Regions from separate parts of the Mus musculus genome. Here regions 1, 3 and 4 are each linked to region 2. A link is a contact called in public Hi-C, HiChIP or PLAC-seq and promoter capture Hi-C data. All regions are on one chromosome and are shown on one strand. Each heading gives the region's core, a stretch centred on a gene start, on an enhancer-like site or on the middle of the called end of the contact. The rest is flanking DNA. Distances are from core to core; before and after follow the strand shown. Region 1 holds the start of Ifrd2 (interferon-related developmental regulator 2). Region 2 holds the start of Manf (mesencephalic astrocyte-derived neurotrophic factor). Region 3 holds the start of Tlr9 (toll-like receptor 9). Region 4 holds the start of Poc1a (POC1 centriolar protein A).

The links. Hi-C and Micro-C count contacts between places; a contact is called where the count stands out from the background. HiChIP or PLAC-seq counts read pairs in DNA pulled down with a chosen protein or histone mark. Capture Hi-C pulls out chosen DNA fragments and counts their contacts.
Region 1: a contact with region 2 is called in a promoter capture Hi-C map of pancreatic islet. The contact joins the promoter of Ifrd2 here to the promoter of Manf in region 2. A contact is called at or near these places in 4 of 39 promoter capture datasets (embryonic stem cells, erythroid cells, neural stem cells and 1 more), 2 of 484 Hi-C or Micro-C datasets (B cells and pro-B cells), 2 of 115 datasets of contacts at active chromatin or transcription factors (large pre-B cells and memory CD8 T cells) and 1 of 9 other capture datasets (pancreatic islet).
Region 3: an H3K27ac HiChIP or PLAC-seq map of double positive thymocytes shows a contact between it and region 2, with 4 times the contacts expected there. The contact joins the promoter of Tlr9 here to the promoter of Manf in region 2. A contact is called at or near these places in 1 of 115 datasets of contacts at active chromatin or transcription factors (double positive thymocytes) and 1 of 9 other capture datasets (adipose tissue).
Region 4: a contact with region 2 is called in a Hi-C map of CD8 T cells, with 4 times the contacts expected there. The contact joins the promoter of Poc1a here to the promoter of Manf in region 2. A contact is called at or near these places in 4 of 484 Hi-C or Micro-C datasets (CD4 T cells, CD8 T cells, double positive thymocytes and 1 more), 2 of 115 datasets of contacts at active chromatin or transcription factors (double positive thymocytes and memory CD8 T cells) and 1 of 9 other capture datasets (liver).

The regions. Positions count from the first base shown.
Region 1 is chr9:107,584,663-107,590,003 of GRCm38.p6, forward strand. Ifrd2 (interferon-related developmental regulator 2) reads left to right here and starts at 3,056. Exons shown (of 12, transcript NM_025903.2): 1 at 3,056-3,284; 2 at 5,241-5,341. The coding sequence starts at 3,227. It overlaps Hyal3 (hyaluronoglucosaminidase 3), which reads left to right. Exons shown (of 4, transcript NM_178020.3): 2 at 90-1,003; 3 at 1,720-1,809; 4 at 1,913-2,697. The coding sequence starts at 107. The coding sequence ends at 2,164.
Region 2 is chr9:106,889,553-106,895,060 of GRCm38.p6, forward strand. It overlaps Manf (mesencephalic astrocyte-derived neurotrophic factor), which reads right to left and starts at 2,386. Exons shown (of 4, transcript NM_029103.4): 1 at 2,262-2,386; 2 at 1,519-1,646; 3 at 609-750. The coding sequence starts at 2,346. Dock3 (dedicator of cyto-kinesis 3) reads right to left here. Exons shown (of 53, transcript NM_153413.2): 53 at 3,273-5,508.
Region 3 is chr9:106,220,451-106,225,217 of GRCm38.p6, forward strand. It overlaps Tlr9 (toll-like receptor 9), which reads left to right and starts at 2,148. Exons shown (of 2, transcript NM_031178.2): 1 at 2,148-2,256; 2 at 3,065-4,767. The coding sequence starts at 2,254.
Region 4 is chr9:106,278,178-106,283,467 of GRCm38.p6, forward strand. Poc1a (POC1 centriolar protein A) reads left to right here and starts at 2,884. Exons shown (of 11, transcript NM_027354.2): 1 at 2,884-3,279; 2 at 4,675-4,759. The coding sequence starts at 3,262.

The sequences.
Region 1 (5,341 bases), core at 1,806-4,305, 700 kb after region 2:
AGAGCAACGAGGGGAAGCTTTGCTTGCTGTGCAAAAGGCAGTTTGTCTCTTTGGCCATGGACTCTAAGCCCATACCCCCTTTCCTGCAGGTCTCCATCTCTGTGGCATGATCATGCACCTAGGCCTAATGATGGTGGTGGGGTTAACCCTGTGCCTGATGCATGGCCAAGCTTTGCTGCAGGTTCCTGAACATCCTTTTTCTGTGGTATGGAATGTACCCTCAGCAAGATGTAAGGCCCATTTTGGTGTGCATCTGCCTCTCGATGCCCTCGGCATTGTAGCCAACCACGGCCAACATTTTCACGGCCAAAACATCTCCATCTTCTACAAGAACCAGTTTGGTCTTTATCCTTACTTTGGACCTAGAGGTACAGCCCACAATGGGGGAATCCCTCAGGCTGTGTCCTTAGACCACCACTTGGCACGAGCTGCCCACCAGATCCTACACAGCCTAGGATCTAGCTTTGCTGGCTTGGCAGTGCTGGACTGGGAAGAATGGTACCCACTCTGGGCTGGGAACTGGGGCCCCCATCGACAAGTCTACCTGGCAGCCTCCTGGGTTTGGACACAGCAGATGTTCCCTGGCTTGGATCCTCAGGAACAGCTCCACAAAGCCCATACTAGCTTTGAGCAGGCTGCCCGTGCACTCATGGAATACACTCTGCAGCTGGGCCGGACACTTCGCCCGAGTGGCCTCTGGGGCTTTTACAGATATCCAGCCTGTGGCAATGGCTGGCATAAGATGGCTTCCAACTACACAGGCCACTGCCATGCAGCCATCACCACCCGAAACACCCAACTGCGTTGGCTCTGGGCTGCCTCCAGTGCTCTCTTCCCTAGCATCTACCTCCCACCCAGACTGCCACTTGCCTACCGTCAGGCCTTTGTCCGACACCGCCTGGAGGAAGCCTTCCGTGTAGCCCTTTTGGAGCATTCACACCCTCTACCTGTTCTGGCTTATTCTCGCCTCACACACCGGAGCTCTGGGAGATTCCTGTCTCTGGTAAGGAGAAGCTCAGGTCTAAGGATCAGAGTCTAGAGAAACAGCCATGTCCTAGAAAGGTCTGAAGAGAAAACTTTCCCAAAAGGACTTGGAGGTAGTCATGATCTGGGGGTTTTTTAAAAGACCCTAGCTGGGCGTGGTGGCACACAGCTTTAATCCCAGCACCTGGGAGGCAGAGGCAGGCTGATTTCTGAGTTCAAGACCAGCCTGGTCTACAAAGTGAGTTCCAGGACAGCTAGGGATACAGAGAAACCCTGTCTCGGAAAAACCAAAAATAAATAAATAAATTAATTAATTAATTAAAAAAAAAAAAGACCCTATCCTAGTCCAGGCAGTGGTAATGCACACCTTTAATCCCAGTACTGGGGAGGCAGAAGCAGGTGGATCTCTGTGAGTTTGAGGCCATTCTGGTCTACAGAGCAAGTTCCAGGACAGCCAGGGCTACTCAGAGAAACCCTGTCTTGAAAGTCAAAACAACAAAAAGACCCTGTCCTGGACTAGGGAGGTATGGTGATGTACTGGGAGATATCAGTGGTCCCTGGTCTAAGGACTGTTATTCTCTGAATGGAAGTTCTAAGAAATTACTTAGAGGCTCTGTTAAAAGCGCTCTACTCTAGAGGCAGAATCATAGCAGTAAACCAAATGGTGTCGTGGTAAAGTTGGGCCCTGATGGATCTGGCCAGTCAAGCTTGGGCTTAACAGTTCTCTGCCTGCAGGACGACCTGATGCAGACTATTGGAGTGAGTGCCGCACTGGGAACAGCTGGAGTGGTACTCTGGGGGGACCTGAGCTTCTCTAGCTCTGAGGTGAGCGTTGCCCCTCATCGTGCACATGCTGGAGCCCCAAGATAGGGGAGAAGCCATGCCAAGTCATAGAAAAGGAGCTTTGACCTATCTTTTCTCTGTGTAGGAAAAGTGCTGGCGTCTCCATGACTACTTAGTGGGCACTTTAGGCCCCTATGTGATCAATGTGACCAAGGCTGCCATGGCTTGCAGTCACCAGCGATGTCATGGCCATGGTCGATGTGCCCGGAAAGACCCAGGACAAATGGAAGCCTTTCTACATCTGCAGCCAGATGACAGTCTTGGAGCTTGGAATTCCTTCAGATGCCATTGTTATTCGGGTTGGGCTGGCCCTACCTGCCTGGAGCCTAAACCCTGAGCCCAACATAGAGTCAGGAGTCCCTGCCTTTGCTACTTGACCCTGCTGTCATTTTCCCAGTCCTAGAGGAATTCCCCTTTATGCTTTGTTTAGCTTATGGGACTTTCCCAAGTACATATCCCACTTCCACCAATACAACTTCCATAGAAATTCCTGAGGAGCCGGGCATGGTGGCGCACGCCTTTAATCCCAGCACTCGGGAGGCAGAGGCAGGCCGATTTCTGAGTTCGAGGCCAGCCTGATCTACAAAGTGAGTTCCAGGACAGCCAGGGCTATACAGAGAAACCCTGTCTCAGAAAAAAAAAAAAAAAAAAAAAAGAAGCTTCCGGGTCAGTTCCAGGCATTTAAGGTGACTAGCCTAGGACTTTGTTCCTATACCCCAGCGTATCTATAGAGAAGTAAAATCTAGGTTCAGACAACCCCTACATGCCTCCCAACACACATCCCCCCCAAAAAAAATTAAGCTAAGGTCTGTTAAACGCTAAGCTATTATCTGTATTTTTATCCATAAAGTCACTCTTTCATTACTTGAAGTTTGTCCTCACCATTCTATCTAGGGCCAAACCTGGCGCCTCCAAGCAGGTGCTTCGTTATCAGGCCCTGCAGACGCTTCTAGTGAGAAAGGAAACTACTGAGTTAACTATGAACCGCGCGGGCGGGGGTAGGGGAAGGAGGGGCGAAGTGGGTACGCAGGGCATTGTGGGTACATAGTTTAGCTAGAGCGGCGTCGGCTTATGTGTCTCCGGAATGGACTACTACTCCCGTCGTGCACTGCGCACAACTTGGGCGGTGCTAATCTGTGTACGCTGATGCCTGGGGATAGTAGTTTCGGCCGCGTGTATGTGGATCTGAACTTGGTGGCCGGGAACTCACCTTCCCAGCGACCCATTTGACAGGGCGGGGCGCCTCACGAAGATGGTGGCGCGCGCGGCGTGTGGCTCCTGTCGTCCTCGCCAGTCTCAGCTCAGCACACGGGCCAGCGTTTCGCTGGTTTGGAGTCCCCGCCCTCCGGGTCCCTGACCCCGCGCCCCATTCCCGTGTTCCCAATTCTCGGTTCCAGGAATGCCTCGTGCTCGGAAGGGCAATGCGCTCCGCAAGGGCGGTCAGCGCCGTGGAGGAGGTGAGTCCGGGGGCTCCAGTAGACTTGTTCAGTAGTGAGCGGGGGTGTTCCGTGATTCCCCTTCGATGTCATTGAGGGACCTGAGTTGATGAATCTTCCCAGATCAGCCCAGCGTGACCTCCCAGAACTCTGCTAAGGCTCGCACGTGCCCCAGCTGGCATTGGCCACGTGTGCGCCTCACTTGAGCACATTGCCAGCTGTTTTTCGAAATCCCGCGCCGCAACGATGACTTGACCAGCATTAAGGACCTAGGTTTTCCCATCGCTACTGGGGTAGAAAACCACACCAGAAAGAGCGTGAAGCCAACCCTTTTGCCAAATACTAGTAGTGCATTTGGTAGGCTGCACAAGGAAATTAGCAGAGAGACCTTGTCTGTTCTGTAAAACGGGGAAGTGTGATTGGAAAGGTAGAGAATTGGGGCCCTGTCAATTGGACTAGAGACCGGGAGGACATCCAGAGAGACCGAAGCAGCCTGGAGACTTCTTATCAGACTCAACCAGAAGCATGACCTGTTGCATTAAACAAACAACTGCTGAAAAAGAGTGCCTGCCCAGCATATTTTTGACCTGACAGCCACTTTAATGTGGCTTGGGTCTCGGGGCATTTAATAGGGTGGTGACAGTTCCACAAGAACTAGTACTGAAAGCATATACTTACCGAGAGTGGTCTTAGAATTATGGCAGGCCCTGTGAGGGGAGCTTCTGAGACGGTAAAGAATCTGGCGCAAGGGCCCAGCAGCCAAAGGGACCACAATACAGTGCGGCAGATGAGACCGTCCGGGCAGTTTTGACAAGTAGGATAGTAAGAGAAGAGGTGAACAGAAATCAACGTGTGGGCTGAACGTTTTTTTACAAGCAAGTAATGTTAGTGGTCCCTAAGGTGTAAGGACTCCTACTGGGTCAGAACCTGTCCAGGGTGCCTACCATAGTAGCTGCCCTATTTAAGGCCAGTCTTCAGCCCTGGAGAGAGCTCACAGGCCGTCTCTCTGTTCCTGCCCTACTGACACTTTGAGAGTCCCTATGTTTACTTTTTCAGACACCCGGTCAAGAGCTTCTTCTGGTCTTCCAAGGCTCAGAGGCACCATCGTGTCTATACCTAAAGTTGGTGGCCCTGAGTGGACCAAAGGAAGCTCAGAAAACAATATATTTGAAACACAGAGTGCCCAGCACACCCACAGGGACCTGGGCCTCTGCTGCTCCCAGAGTTGGTAGCCTAGTGAGTGCCGTGGCCTGGAGCAGAGCTATTGCCAGTTACATGTCTTTACCTGCTAGACCGAGGGGCGTACTTTGTTGTCCACACCGTAGAGGCTGGGCAACTGGTCAAATTTTACCTCTGCCCTAATGAGGGGCAGGGGGCACTAATGGTATAGCCCAATGGAGAACATAAGACCTAGGCTCGGTTTAAACCCCTGAGTCTGCCTAGTTCTATAACCTGAGCCCTAACCTTTACATTATCTACTTTTGACCATAACCTAAAGTGGGCCAAAGGCCTCCCTGGGACTCATCCCAGTCCCTTCTGCCACTCTGTGGTTCCTGCTGTCCTTAAAGCAGACTGTGTCCACCAAGCAGAGATAGCACACGACTTTAATCCTAGCACTGGAGAAGCAGAGGCAGGTGGATCTCTGTGAGTTCAAAACCAGCCTGGTCCACAGAGCTAGTTCCAGGACAGCCGACGCTACACAAAGAAACCCTATCTGGGAGAGGAAAAACAAAGGCTATGCCTTCCTGGAGTTCCCACTCGCCGAGTCTGCCAGGTTGTCCCTGAGTAGGCCTAGCTCCTGTGTTCTCTAGCAGATAGGCTTTCTTCCCTTTTTTTCTGCTTCCTAATTCAAGTCCCAGGTTTCAGGCCTTGGTTTGCTCATCTCTGAGATGGGATAGCATTGATGAAGTTAACTGAGGTGCCCTGAGTCACCCTTCACAGGTAGAAGCTGGTCAGATTGGGATTTTATGTCCCCAGGTGCCAGGAGCAGTACCCAGGCTGACTCTGGCTCCAGTGAGGATGAAGCGGCCAGTGAGGCCCGGAGCACCACCAGTGACTGTCCCAGCCTTCTCAGCGCC
Region 2 (5,508 bases), core at 1,136-3,635:
GAGTCAGACACTTACTCCATAACCCACGTGACCCAAACAAACCGACACCAGAACCAACCAGGATACCAAATCAAATTCACACAAGTACAAAATTCCCGAACATTAGTGCAGTAAACACTGGCATCGTTTAAACTTTATAGGAGAGGCCTAGCTCTTCTCGAGACTAGGATTCTGTGCAACCAGATGGGCTCTGCCATGGTGATGCTGTAACTGTCACGCCTGGGGTTTAGAGCCATGACTGTTGAACTCAAGTTCCCACCACATCACTTCTCTGCTCAAAAACTTCTAAAGCTCCCAAGTTTTTAGACTAAAAGCCAAATTTCCCCCCAAGGCTCTGTCCAACTTGACCTCTACGTACTCCACCACTATCTATAATCTCTATCTGCACTGCTCTATCAGATGGCCTCTGGGTCAACCCTCATCCTTCAAAGTATGTTAAGTCACCCTTTGACCTCCACCTATGTTCGATGCGCAAGTCTGTTCCCTGCAGCACAGAGAATCATCCTTTATGCTACAAACCCGCTTTTGATGACTCTTCTGGCTAGAAAGTTAAGTCCAGAAAGGGTATGCAGAGATGGTAGAAGGCACAGGGTCCGAGTCACACTCACCGTATTTTAGTTCACAGATCTGGCTGTCTTTCTTCTTCAGCTTCTCACAGATCTTTTCCACAGGGATATGGTGGGCCAGGGGCTTCGACACCTCATTGATGATCTTGGTGGCAGCATCATCTGTGGCTCCAATGTAGTAGCACTGCAGCAAAAACCAAAACAAAACAAAATGAAAGCCTTGAAAAAAATCTGCATGCATGAGAGCATGTGTCAGAGGCCAGAAGGCATCAGGTTCCCTGGAGCTGCAGTGCAGGGTGCTGTGGATGCTGGAATTGAACTCAGGTCCTCCACAAGAGCAGCACACATTCATAACCAACTCTCCAGTTCCAGACAACTGTTAGGTCACCTTGAAAACCTCTCTTTGCCAAGGCTTCGGTTTGTTAGTCTGCCCAGATCTAGCTGTCCCAGGCCCGAGGCACTTGATATATGCTCAGCTGCAGAGTTAGAGTTCCGATGAGAGACTACCATGGAAATTAAAGCTACAAGAGGCTGATGCTCCGCCAGGGTCCTTGACCTTGACTTGGCCCTGGCCATCTCGGGGCACCTAGCCAACTACTTCTGGTTCCAATCACACCAAATTCATTCTGGTCTTTGGGCACTCCCATTGCCTGAGTTGTGCTCACTCCACCTCACTGACTCCCTGTCCTCAGAGGTAGATACCCACTACTTTCTCTCTCAGCTCCCACCCACCAACTCTCCTAGCTTATTTCCTTCATGGCATCTGGCATCACTGCCTTGCAGTTGCCTGTCATTTTCTCTCCTGGTCTTACCAATATTCAGCTTATAGCAATGTTTAATAAATAGAGGATAAAAACACTTAAACCTCACATTAGTATATATACAAGTCCCATCACAAAGTGGACAGTGCCCAAGAGCCAGGGACAGGCTGGGTGGGTCACCAGCTACTTACCAACCGATTCTCTTTGCCTCTTGCTTCACGGCAAAACTTTATAAGTTCTTCTTCAATAGTGGCTGGTGAAAATGTGACATCTCTGTCTTTGAGGTCCTGGTAAAATCGTCCCAGATAAGAAATACAAACTGGAAAAGAGGGAGGAGATGGTAAGTAATTATTAGTCTCCATTTCCCCTGGAAAAAACTCTGTCAGCAGTTTTGCTAGAAGGGATTAATTTTTTTTTTTAACTCGGGTACTCAGAAGTGCACAGAGCCCTTAGGTTGCTGGGGTCCTTGTACCCAGTTGCATGCTGGGAATGAACATTACCCAAGTGACCCACACACAACCCTCTCTGCTCTTTTCAAGTTTAAGTCTAGAGTGGACACGTGTCCTTGAGGGAACTCATTGTGACCTCATAAGGGACAGATTGAAGGCTGAAGCAAATGATCAAAATGCTCCTCATTCCAAATACATCGAACCCCCAAGTGCAGCTTAGTAACCCCGAGACGGTTGCGGCCCACAGGATGCCTTCCTGTAATCGCTAAAGTGATGGGAAGACAAAAACTCCCGGGATGTGGGCTTCCGGCCAAGTTATTAACGCTACTGAACCGACGCGTTCCCTTAAATGGGTCAACGTCTCTAGGCCCGGGAAATAAGTGAGGCCCTTTCTCCAGCGGAGCCCCGGGACGGGCCGTCGCTCCCACCCTTTCGCTTTCCTTGGGTTTAGCGCCGCCAGGCCGCCCCCATCCGGTCCCCCGCACCTTCACAGTCTCCTGGCCGCAGCGCCCGGCTGTCAGGCAGCACGCTCAGGGCCAGCGCTACCGCCAGCCCGCGCGTAGCCCACATCCTCCTCAGCCGTCTCCACCACCGCCGCCGCCGCGCGAATGAACCGCACCCGGCGCGGTGTTCCGCCTAGTGGGCTGGAACAGAAACCTGAGCTTCCCATTGGTGTGCGATCCCCGCGCCCACCCATATGCTGCATCCTCATTGGTCCACGTGCCCAGGAGCCCAGACCGGCGGCTCCACGCTACCCTCCCTCATTGGCTGCTGCTGTCTGGGACCTAGACAGTTGTCGGTTGCTGATTGAGCCTGGGCGGTCCATAGGGGTGCGGAGGGAAGGTGCACGGGTCGCCATGTTGGGTTAGGGCAGCTGCTTTGGCTGCTTACCCGGAACCCTCTCAATCTATTGACTCGACCCGAATGCCGAGTCTTGGTTCCACACCCACTCCTCCCGACGCCCGGACTCGTAGAGCAGCATTTCTGGCGCCACCCTATAGCCAGTAGGATGGGCGGCGGGAGCATGGATCAGAAGCGGTTCCTTGTTTTGAACTACCACGTGGATTGCCGAGCCAATCAAGGGGAACGTCCACTTTGATTCGCCGGCTTGCTCAGACCCCGCTTTAACCTGGGTCAGACGGCAGAACCTCTTAAACGAAAGGTCTCGGCCTGCCTAGTCGTTTCCCGTCCTGGGCCTCTGAGGACCTCGCGGCAAGGCTGCGAGCAGAGGCGTTGGTCTACCTTCCAAATGGAGGCCATGGGATCTTGGGAGGTTTTGTTCTCCACTCTTGGAGACACGAGGATGGGAACTGGAGACATTACCGCCTGGACTGCCCTAATGCTAAGTGCAAGGGCTTTGGCCACTCGCCCTGGAAGGCGGAATATGGAGAGCGGCCGACTAAGTGCAGAAAAGTATCTGGAGCTAAAAGGGCTTGGAGCCCGGCGACAAGGGTTTGAGAGGGGCACTTATGCTCCCATTCAGTGAAATCAGTGGATCAATATCAGGTATTCATCTTTAATTCACATCACAGCAGTCAAGGGATGGAGGTGGGGGAGTCAGTTGCCAGATATTTACATCTAAAAGTCACATTTTTTGTTGGATTTATAACATGCTACCACAATATATACAGTAAAATGCCTCTTGGGACACTGGCACAAATTTTTTTCTTTAACTTTTCTGGTACAGGTAAGATAATTTTAAGTCAGTTTTTCTTTAGACATGAATACACAAAAGAAATGGTTAGAAGTTTTCTTGTTTTAAATAAGCACAGAATGCCAGAGGTTAAAAACACATTTATAGGGCTTATTACCAATTAGACATACTCTATACATTTTTTTGCTCAAATTCCTGTACAAATACACAGCATTCAAATAGGTATTTACAAATACGCTTTAAACAATGAAAATCAGTATTTCACAATCTTTTCAAAGGATTCTGATCTCTGACCTCCCATTTCCCTCACACTGGCTGGTTTTTCAATAAAAAGTATTCAGAATAGGTCCATTTCATCCAGTTGGGGAAAATGGAGAGAAGTAACACAAATATATTTCACTTTGCATAAAGCAAGGTCAAGGAACTTAACCCTACATTCCCCTCCCTACCTCCTGTGCCATCAAGTGGAGAAAGGAGATGTCTGCATGTGATGACTGGCTGCCTCCGTGGACTGAGGTTCAGACGTGCCTGGAAACAAACCTAAAGCTGCCCTACCTAAGAATCACATCCCAAGCTAGACTTGACCCTCATACCTGTGAACCCAGACGGTCCAGAAACAAGCTTACCAGTGAGTCTGGGCTCAGGAACAGGTGTGTGTGCCCTTGGTGCTGGGGCTATTGGATTGGCCTACCTACATCCTCAACAGTCTCCACTCTGCCTGAATGATCCTGAGGGTATCAGAAAGCCCTACACTGTTGGTACCTGGGCCCCAACATACTGTGAACGGAAATGGGCCTTCTTTCTTTTCCTATAGGTTATTTGCTGACAGTTCTATTAAACTTGTTTCTAAGAGAAAAACACTGTGACCATGGGTTTTTCTGTTTGGAAAGAATTGTGGAGAAGGGATAAGCAGCTGGGGCCAGAACTTGGCCATAGCAGGCCAGAAGGCCAACTAGTTAAGGGAACAGGGGAGCAACATACCTGCTCATCAAGGAGAAGGCAGTTTTATGGCCATCACTGATGGGAATGTAAGCAAATAAAAGGAAAACAATTGCCTCAAGACAAGTTATTTTAAAAAGTAACTTAGAAGCACCCTGGTGAAATATTACCATACCCCCACCATAATACCAAGAGTAACGTCAGTGCCCTGACATGAAAGAATTCCCTATAAAGTCACCACTGTGCCCTACTTAACAGACTGGGGAGGTTTGAAAAACTGCCCTTCTGCCTGTCCTGAACCCTGAGTGGTGGGCAGTCCCTATGGGTTTGGAGTGGAGGGCTCAGTACTTGGCTGCTTGGAAGATAACAGTTTTACCTGTGTGGCTCTCTGCCTCCAAAAGGAGAAGTTTCCTCCCACCATTTATTTATTTATATATTTTTAAACCCAGGAGCTTGCTGAACCTGACCACACATCCTCAGGGCCTGGAAGCCAGGCTGGGCAGCCAACCCCAAGGCTCAGAGGTAGTGCTGAAAATCCCTGATTCAGGCTCTAAGCGGCAGGCATTTGGGGCCACCTGGGAAAGCAAAAGGTTCTCTGGCTCCTGCCACACTCCAGCCTCACTCTCACACCAGCTCTTTCTAATCCAAGGAAGGGGCCTAACTCACTGCAGGAGTGAAAGCCCTTCTAGCTTCATTTCAGTCAAGCCCCAGGACGAGAGATAATCACCCTTTCAAGTCCATTTTGAGCCACGGAGGCTTCTGCAGATCATGAGGTGTTTTGAGTGGAAAGGAGCGAAAGGTCCAAAATAAAAGTGATGAATAACGTCCAAGTGGGATAAGAGACCAGCCCGGCCCATGGAAGCCTGGCAGTATGCCCTGGGCATGCAGTTAGGCCACCATGTGCCTGACCAGCCCCTCTATTGCACACTCCTAGGAGGAGGAGTGGGCAGGTGGGCAAGCATTTGTGCAAAACGGCTTGTGGCCCCTCTGTCCACCTGTGACATGTAGTCCATGTGGTCCTTGCAATCCCTGAATGCAATCAAGAATGCTTCTGTCCATACGGCAAAGGAAGAGGCCCCTAGTGCAATTTCCATTCTTCAAATCTCTACCCTGGAGGGAGGGCCTGGGCTCCTACTCCT
Region 3 (4,767 bases), core at 898-3,397, 670 kb before region 2:
CAAAAAAAAAAAAAAAAAAAAAAAAAAAAAAAGAATGAAAACCAGGTGCAGATTGACTTTGTCAACCTGGATCAGACTTTGGAAACCTTAATAACACGCGGTTTATTCCCAATGGATTTCAGCCCAGTGTAATTTGGGGGTGGGGGGAAGTTACCTGGTATAATACTATCCCTGAAGCACAAGGATGAAGAATTACATTGAAACTCAACTCTGGGTAAAAGATGGGTTCTAGAAGTAGGCTACCTGTACTAGCTTATGGGTCTGGCCTGGTCTCAGTCATACAGATAGCACAGAAGTCATTTGGGCTATTAGCCACCCCTAGTCCTGGTTGTGGGAGCTTGGAGGGGTCTCTGGCTGCAACAGTCATTTAGATTACTCGCTGTTGGTTAACAGATTCCACTAGGCTCCTCCCAAGGACCTAGGCTTGTGCCATCACCTGCCATCTACCAGTTGCAGCGGGCGAAGCAGAGGCACAGCTTATAAAGAGGACTAATTGCTACCTCAGCACTCCCCCACTGTCCTCCTTTTCTCTGCCTCTACCCCCTTTCCAGGTCCCCATTCCCCTCCTTTCCCCCCACAATAAACTTCCCTTAAATCAGGCCTGTCACGTGACATGATTTCTCCTTGGCCTGCCAAGTACTCCCTGACTCCCACCACAATTTATATATTTTGTAACACTGGCCACCTCTGGTCCTGGTTGTAGGAGCTTGTTGTGGTCTGGCCCAACATCACCAGAAGGTTAATCACTTTCTGCCCTCACCTTTCCGCATGGAAGAACAGGTTTTTCATCTTTCCCATGAGAAAGACAACCCAGTGTGCTTAACGTTCTTGGTTCCTCTGGCGATCTCTGTAGGCACAAGGACCTCCTGGCTGTGCTTCCAACCGGTGAACCATTCCATCCCCCAGGGAGATAGGGTGGTGTGGCATACACCTTTGATCACAGCACGCAAGAGACAAGAGGCAGGCTACAGAATGAGTTACAGAACAGCCAGGGCTAGAAACTTAGTCTTGAGGAAACAAATAAACAAACAAAAACACCTCAGGATATAAACAACTGAAAAAAAGCTTCAGGAAGTTCCTGAAAGTGACCAGATGCAATTGGTCCTCCCTAAGCTTATATGGACAGTGGAGACTGCTAAGAAGCACGCTCAGACAAAGGGAGGTGCACAGAGGAGCTTGAAAGAAGCAGAGACCAGCTGAGCTGCCTGAAAAAGGCTCAGACCAACTGTCTTGCCTGGACAATTCACTGTCCAACTGGGATAGTGTCTCCCACTCTGCATCCCCACTTCCCACAATGCCCCAGGTTGAGCTGTCAATACATTGTGCCATGAGCTCTCCATTTCTAGCTTCTGTAGTATCCATGACCTATGCTTTGGTGATACAGCTGTCTTTGAGTCATCTCTGCTCCTTTTAGTAACCCCTCATCCATACTTCAACCAGTAACTCCAATAAAATTCATTGGTAAACCAACTTGGACGTCAGTGGTACCTCGGTTTTGGTCTGTCATTGGTCTGTCACTTGGGTGAGTACACACTTGCTCACATCTCCCCAGGAACAGTGTCACATGACAGCAAGATCAGCCAGAATCTTGGCTGGACCAGCCGCAGCCTACCTCAGAAGCTCCAGCAGCTTGCTGTGCTCTGGGGTCTGGAGTCTGACTGGGCGTTTCGGGAAGTGGAGATGCAGAGTGGGAGATACTATTGCTGGAAGAGATGTGAAGGCTGCCGTAGTAGGAAAGCAGATGTTGGCTCCAGCCTCTGGCTCACAGATGCTCTCCATAGAGTTCTGGGGATAGAGTAGGTGAGAGAGCCACTGTCCCGAGAGCACCCATGAGACAGGCACTGAGGCATGAGAGTGAGGTGACACCCTCCTCACGAGGGTCAGTGCTCTGCCTAGCTCTGGTGCTATTAAAATCTGGTTTCTCATTGACCTTGGGCTGGAGTCTGGGTTTTGGTTCCTTCCCACAGCTCTTTGGGGGGTGGGGGGCATATGTGATACCCTTTGGCTGATTGTGGGGTGGGGAGGAGAGTGGAAAGAGGAAGGGGTTGAGGGGGTTATCTGTCTGCCATCTGACTATGCAAATGATGTGTGACTCATTGTACCACCTGCTCTTTCAGGGTAGGGACAAAGTAGCTACTAAGCTGTAGTGAAAGTGTCACTTCCTCAATTCTCTGAGAGACCCTGGTGTGGAACATCATTCTCTGCCGCCCAGTTTGTCAGAGGGAGCCTCGGGAGAATCCTCCATCTCCCAACATGGTAGGACCCCAGTTCTTAGCCCCCCTGGGGGGAGGGGCACCATGGGAAGGGACAGCAATGGAAAGGACTGTCCACTTTGTGCCCTTGGGACACTCATGGAACCCTAAGGGAATTGGAGCAAAAGCCATCCCCTGAGCAGAGAGTTGAACCTGCTGGGTGGATGGGGAGGCTAAAGCCCCAGACTTCGGTTAATGGTAGCACTTGGCCTGCAGACCTGCCACCCACTGCTCATTCCGAGTCTTCGACCTCTCGGCAGGTTGAGGGTTCTCAAGTCAGACTGGGGAGTCAGATGGGGGCTAACAAGAGCCAGCAAGTGCCGTCAAAGCCTAGATGGAACCCAACCTATACCTCAGTAAGGGTTCAGTCTTCCCTGCATTTTGGTCAAGGAGAATCCAGGAGGCTAGTGGAGCAAGGCTTCAGGGGGGTGGGGTGGAGGTACAGATCTCAGGCAGCTGCTGTGGTCAGGAGGAAAAAGCTGAGGCCCCAGAGGAGAGGAAGAGAAAGTGGGAGAGCCCCAGTAGGCCTGCTGGAGGCTGTCTCGGCTCTGCTACGGGTTGTGTTCTGAGCAAAAGCTCCAAGTCTGGGGCCTGGATTCCAGCCTAGTCCTGGTTCTGTGTCCTTGCTCTGAGCGGCTGTGCCTAAACCCAAATGGTGGATCTGAGTAGCTAGAAGGAGGCTGGTTGTTGGGGCAGTGGGGAAACACTTGAAGACGACTTGGAAGCCCTGAAGAAAGTCCCAGTGTGGAGGAGAGGGTAGAAGAGTGTACAATGACAGTAGACACTTGCTCATTTAGCCCTGGCTCTCACAGGTTCTCCGTCGAAGGACTCTGCACCCCTTGTCCCTCCTGGTACAGGCTGCAGTGCTGGCTGAGACTCTGGCCCTGGGTACCCTGCCTGCCTTCCTACCCTGTGAGCTGAAGCCTCATGGCCTGGTGGACTGCAATTGGCTGTTCCTGAAGTCTGTACCCCGTTTCTCTGCGGCAGCATCCTGCTCCAACATCACCCGCCTCTCCTTGATCTCCAACCGTATCCACCACCTGCACAACTCTGACTTCGTCCACCTGTCCAACCTGCGGCAGCTGAACCTCAAGTGGAACTGTCCACCCACTGGCCTTAGCCCCCTGCACTTCTCTTGCCACATGACCATTGAGCCCAGAACCTTCCTGGCTATGCGTACACTGGAGGAGCTGAACTTGAGCTATAATGGTATCACCACTGTGCCCCGACTGCCCAGCTCCCTGGTGAATCTGAGCCTGAGCCACACCAACATCCTGGTTCTAGATGCTAACAGCCTCGCCGGCCTATACAGCCTGCGCGTTCTCTTCATGGACGGGAACTGCTACTACAAGAACCCCTGCACAGGAGCGGTGAAGGTGACCCCAGGCGCCCTCCTGGGCCTGAGCAATCTCACCCATCTGTCTCTGAAGTATAACAACCTCACAAAGGTGCCCCGCCAACTGCCCCCCAGCCTGGAGTACCTCCTGGTGTCCTATAACCTCATTGTCAAGCTGGGGCCTGAAGACCTGGCCAATCTGACCTCCCTTCGAGTACTTGATGTGGGTGGGAATTGCCGTCGCTGTGACCATGCCCCCAATCCCTGTATAGAATGTGGCCAAAAGTCCCTCCACCTGCACCCTGAGACCTTCCATCACCTGAGCCATCTGGAAGGCCTGGTGCTGAAGGACAGCTCTCTCCATACACTGAACTCTTCCTGGTTCCAAGGTCTGGTCAACCTCTCGGTGCTGGACCTAAGCGAGAACTTTCTCTATGAAAGCATCACCCACACCAATGCCTTTCAGAACCTAACCCGCCTGCGCAAGCTCAACCTGTCCTTCAATTACCGCAAGAAGGTATCCTTTGCCCGCCTCCACCTGGCAAGTTCCTTTAAGAACCTGGTGTCACTGCAGGAGCTGAACATGAACGGCATCTTCTTCCGCTTGCTCAACAAGTACACGCTCAGATGGCTGGCCGATCTGCCCAAACTCCACACTCTGCATCTTCAAATGAACTTCATCAACCAGGCACAGCTCAGCATCTTTGGTACCTTCCGAGCCCTTCGCTTTGTGGACTTGTCAGACAATCGCATCAGTGGGCCTTCAACGCTGTCAGAAGCCACCCCTGAAGAGGCAGATGATGCAGAGCAGGAGGAGCTGTTGTCTGCGGATCCTCACCCAGCTCCGCTGAGCACCCCTGCTTCTAAGAACTTCATGGACAGGTGTAAGAACTTCAAGTTCACCATGGACCTGTCTCGGAACAACCTGGTGACTATCAAGCCAGAGATGTTTGTCAATCTCTCACGCCTCCAGTGTCTTAGCCTGAGCCACAACTCCATTGCACAGGCTGTCAATGGCTCTCAGTTCCTGCCGCTGACTAATCTGCAGGTGCTGGACCTGTCCCATAACAAACTGGACTTGTACCACTGGAAATCGTTCAGTGAGCTACCACAGTTGCAGGCCCTGGACCTGAGCTACAACAGCCAGCCCTTTAGCATGAAGGGTATAGGCCACAATTT
Region 4 (5,290 bases), core at 1,634-4,133, 610 kb before region 2:
GGGCCAACAGAATTCACAGTCCTTAAGACTCAACGCAACTCCCTCTCCTTAACTTGGCTCATTCAAATTCCTCTGTTTGTCCATCCATATCTGAGATGCCCCGTGTCTCTGCAGCCCCTCTGCCCCTGCAGGGTGGCCCTGAGAACCACCTACAGTTCTCAACTGTGCTCATTAACAACATGTATAACAATATTCAGAACTCCTCGCAACTGTATCCGTTCCCTACCTCTCCTTCCAGCAAGGCTTCTTTGAAATGTGTAGATCTCTTCAATCTCTCCTGTGTAGTCTACATAATAGTACATTGTTGGGGACTGGAGAGATGGCTCAGTGGTTAAGATCACTGACTGCTCTCCCAGAGGTCTTGAGTTCAATTCCCAGCAACCACATGGTGGCTCACAACCATCTGTAATGGGATCTGATGCCCTCTTCTGGTGTGTCCAAAGACAGAGACGGTGCACTGATATAAATAAAATAAATCCTTAAAAACAATACATTGCGTATGCATACATTCCTATATACACATATTTCCATGTACCTTATTATGTAAAGGTAAGAGATCTGGAAACAATGTTAGCAATTAAGATTGGAATCATGTAACTAGAGTTATAGATCAGATGGGACCTTGCTTTGCCTAGCATGCATAAATCCCCACCACTGTGTAAACCAAACAAGATGGTATAAGCCTGTATTTCCAGAACGGAGGCAGGATCATCTGAAGTTCAAAGCTTTCTTCGGCTAATGCAGTGATCTGAAGGCCAGCCTACATGAAACCCCACAACTGCCGAAATACCATTCAGGCTGTAAAACTCAGCACATGGATAGCACCGCCTGCCAAAACTAAAACAATTACCTAATTCGTCAAAGTCCAGAGATATGGGAAACTCTCTAAATGTACTAACCTTGCTTTTGGACTTCTGTGGTTTCTCTTCTGACTAATTGTTCATGTTAAGTATGTCAATCTAGAACATGTTTTTTTTTAAAAGATTTATTTTATTTATTATATGTATTTATGTATTATATGTATATACTGTAGCTGTCTTCAGACACCAGAAGAGGGAATCAGGTCTTGTTACAGATGGTTGTGACACACCATGTGGTCGCTGGGATTTGAACTCAGGACCTCCGGAAGAGCAGTCAGTGCTCTTAACCACTGAGCCATCTCTCCAGTCCCCCAGAACATTTTATGCTTAAAAGCTCACCCTGAGAAAGCCTTGCGGCTACAATGGGATCTTGAACAACACCCAGTGTAGTTGCTGGCTGGCTAATAAAGACTTTTTATTGGCTTAAATCCGTGTCTTAGCAGTCTCCTCTGGTGGCTACCCCACAATATTCTTAAAAAAAAGAAAGAAAAGAAAAAAAGCAAGGCAACAGAAAAAGATTAGTGGGGCTGGTTTAAGGTTACTTGGGACTGGGTTTCAGACCCAGCACCCACGTGACAGCTCACAACTGTTTGCAACGCCAGTTCCAGGGGATCCGGCGTCTTCATAAGACATCAGACATAAGTATGGTACATATACATACAGGTAGGCAAAACATTCCTACATATGACATTCCTAAAAAAGTAAAAATAAAAAGTCTGTGGCTGCCAGAGGAAGGAACGCTAGGACCACATAGAGAGACCTTATCTGGAAAAGCAGCAAACTGCTACAGCTTGGGAATTTCCTGAGAGGCAATTCATTTTGACATTGTAGGAATATACAAACGTGACCATCATGTTTCTGGCATGGGGTGCTCGTGACACACTTATTGACAAGAGAAAAACTGAAAACTGTTTATGGGAAGGCTGGGAATTTGTGAGCACCTATTTTTGTCTTGAGACTTTCACCTTGCCTATGTTAAATTAGCTTAAACATTTCTAATGTCAAGGTACCAATTCTATGCCAACATAGTTAAAATAGGATCAGATATAGATCCTGTATCTCTCATCAAAACACTAAAAGAATTATTTTTAATGGTGTGTGTGTGTGTGCCTCAGGAGACAAGAGGTGTTGAACTGCCTCAGAACTGGAGTTCCAGGCAGTTGTAAACCATCTGACATGGGAGCTGGGAATAGAACTTTCGTCCTCTGGGAGAACCATATACACTCTGAACCAATGAATCATTCTTTTAGGTCCAAATACACTCCCCCACACGCCAGTTTCTGAGTTTACTGTCCCTGCAGATTTAGGGACACAGTTTCAAGCCTAGGCATGTGGTAAGAAACCTCAGGACACAGCCAGATCCTAATTAGTGTTTTGAGTATGGACAAGTTGGCCGGCCCAGGAGAGATGATGGATGGAAGGTTCTTGAATCTTACAAAACATCCAGTTCAGGTCAGATGCACAGGTCACTCTGGGCTTCGGCTGCTTTCATTGCAGAAGGTGGAAAAGGACGGCCTCTGGTGGTTCCGCCCGACGATTGCTTCTTTCACCTTTTTTTTTTTTTTGGAGCTAAGGTCAGGCTACGACCCAAAGCCTTCTTAAGGCTAAAGAGTTCCGAGCAAGACGGGCCGCAGTCACATCCCCTCTTAAGACAAACGCGGAGGCAGGCCCTCGGAGTAGACGCATTTTTCCTGAGGTCACCCAGTAGAGAATTAAGAATTGAACATATGTCTTTCTGCACCATGGTTCTGACTCTTGAATGACTCCATTTTTTTTTTTTTTAAATAGACACTTAGGAGTATTCGCAGGAACGAACCATTCTGGGGTCCCAAGGCGCTAATAACCTGGTTCTCCATGGCGCCTTGATCGGACGTTTTAAGCCAAGAGCAAGGCCAGTCAGTATCCTCCTTCCGGGATACTTAAGCCTGTCACTCATAATGGTAAAACTCCGCCCGCCCCGGAGCATCTCGGTAAATGTAGTTCTACCTTTATTAAGACTGTGGGGTATAAGTGCTATGTAGAACTTCATTTCCCCGATGGCTGCGCGCTCCGTTACCTGAGCTAGAGCTGAAGGGCCGAAACCTTCATCTAAGATTTTTTTTTTTAAGTTCTTAGGAGGAAAGTGTGACAGCGAACTGAGGCTTTTGGCTGCTCGGCGGGTCACCTCATCTGGAAGAGCGGGAGGACAAGAGCTTGACGCCTATCGAACGACCCGACTTCCGGTCGGCGGACAAAAACCTAGGGCGCTTCTCCTTTAATTGCGGTGGGCGGGACGCGGCGACGCCACCGGCGTTGCTATTGGTGGCGATTGGGGGCGCGGAAACTGAACTGGCACAACTGCCGACCCAGCTATCTCTGGCACTTGGGGCACAGCTGGTCCTACCAGCCCGCTAGCCCCGCTATGGCTGCTCCCAGCCAGGTAAGTCCCTGGATAGTGAGCACCTGACTGGTTGGAACAATGGCCGCGAGAGAGGCGGATGGTGACGCGGGGTTCTAGGGTGACCTCCTCATCCAAGGTTACGGGGTGGATCCGGGCATTGACTTAGCACCCCAGGTGCCAGGCTAGATGTTAGACCACCAGGACGAAGAAATAAGTCTCTGCCTCTGGAATGTACGGCGTATTGAGGAAGACACCATCAAGGCCCGACCCTTGTCGTGGCCTGGGGCGAGCCTCGTAAGCTTGGCCTCTTGTGAGCAACAGGTCTTTTTTGGAGGTGACATCCTTTTCCAACAAGTAGAAGCAGTAGGCCATCGGGATGCCTGGGATAGCGGAAGCCTGCAGTGTGTCCAGGGCTCGATTCTGACCCCTCCCCCCACTCCAGAAAAGGACTTCAAATTGGTCCTTTAAATAAGAATTTGCTTCCACAGGGCCAGGTGGTACCTGATGCACCTGAGAAGACTTGGGTAGAAATAGAAACCAGACTTTTGAGTGCCGATTTGATATTCTGTTTACATTTAGCTCCACGCAGATTTTAGGGGAAACTGTTCAGGGAAGAAGGCATTGGGAAGGGGTGTCACTGATGGAGTCAGACCTGAATCTGCTTCTGCCCACTGAGCCTAGGATGGACACTTCCTCACCCTTGTGTTTCTGAGAGGCTCTGGTGAGGACAGGAGAGGGAATGAGCCCTTGCTCCTTAGTTGATTCTTACCCCTGAACTACCAGGCCATCTGTTAAAAGGCGTGAACCTGCAGGTGTGCTTGGGGGTGGAGCTGGGCACTGGGCCTCACCTTTGTTTGGGGTAGAGCTTTGTGGAATAGCAATGGCTTCGCTGTATCATAGAAATATCCTTTCCCAAGCTGGGTTCCTTGGAGCTCTTCAGGTGGTTTGGTTGTGTGTGTGTGTGTGTGTTTTGTCGTTTTGTTTTTTTTGTTGTTGTTGTTTGCTTGTTTTGTTTTTAATTTTTGGTGTTTGAGGTGGAGGGAGATAACTTACTATGGTCTTGGCTCTCTTGGAATTTACTGTGTGGACCAGGCTGGCCTTGAACTCACAGTTCCACCTGCCTCTGCCTCCCAAGTGCTGGGATTAAAGGTGTTTGTTCCCCACACTGGGCCCATATTTGATCTGTTTGTTGTGGATTTATTGATTCGTCTGATCGTTTGTGTGGTTGTGTGTTTGCTGATCGTGAACCCTTCCTTGCTGTACTCATTTGTCCTAGCAGTTTATAGTGGATTCCTTAGAATTTTCAACATACGAGATCATGATTTGAGTGCTTTTAACGTCTCCTGGTTATAGGAAGAGTCTTAGTTCCAGGGAGGACCTGTTATCTCGTTATAACCATTTGACCTTGCTTTTTTTTTTTTTTTTTTTTTCCAGGAGGACCCCTCACTGGAGAGACATTTTAAGGGCCACCGAGATGCAGTCACCTGTGTGGACTTCAGTCTCAACACCAAGCACTTGGGTAAGAGAAGGCCTCAGGATTCTAAACTGAGACGGCTGAGTTTCTCACTGGGAGACGTGGTGTGGGGATGCCAGATACAGCAAGGACATGCTGCTCTTTCTAGCCTTGGCTTTGCTTCTAGCTGCCAGCCTTCTGGATGCTGGGCTCAGTAGGCTCCATAAGCTCCTTTTGCATGTGAAGAGTATAATGACAACTGTCTATAGCTCCAGTCCCAAGGGGCCTGACGCCCCCACACAGAGATACTTGCAGGAAAAACACCAAATGCACATTTTAGAAAAAGTATTAGAGACATACTTGTGTACACACTCAGGAATCCCATAATGACATTAAATTGGAATCTATAGTATGTACCGCAGAGGACCTGGGTACAGAGCCATGCAGGCTCTGTGCATGCTGGTAATGCAGTCTTGAAGAGAGAAACTAGGGCCAGGCATGGTGGCATGTAGCTTTAATCCCAGCACTAGGGGAGGCAAAGGCAGGTGGATCTTTGTGAGTTCCAGGACAGCCAGGGCTCCACAGAGAAACCCTGTC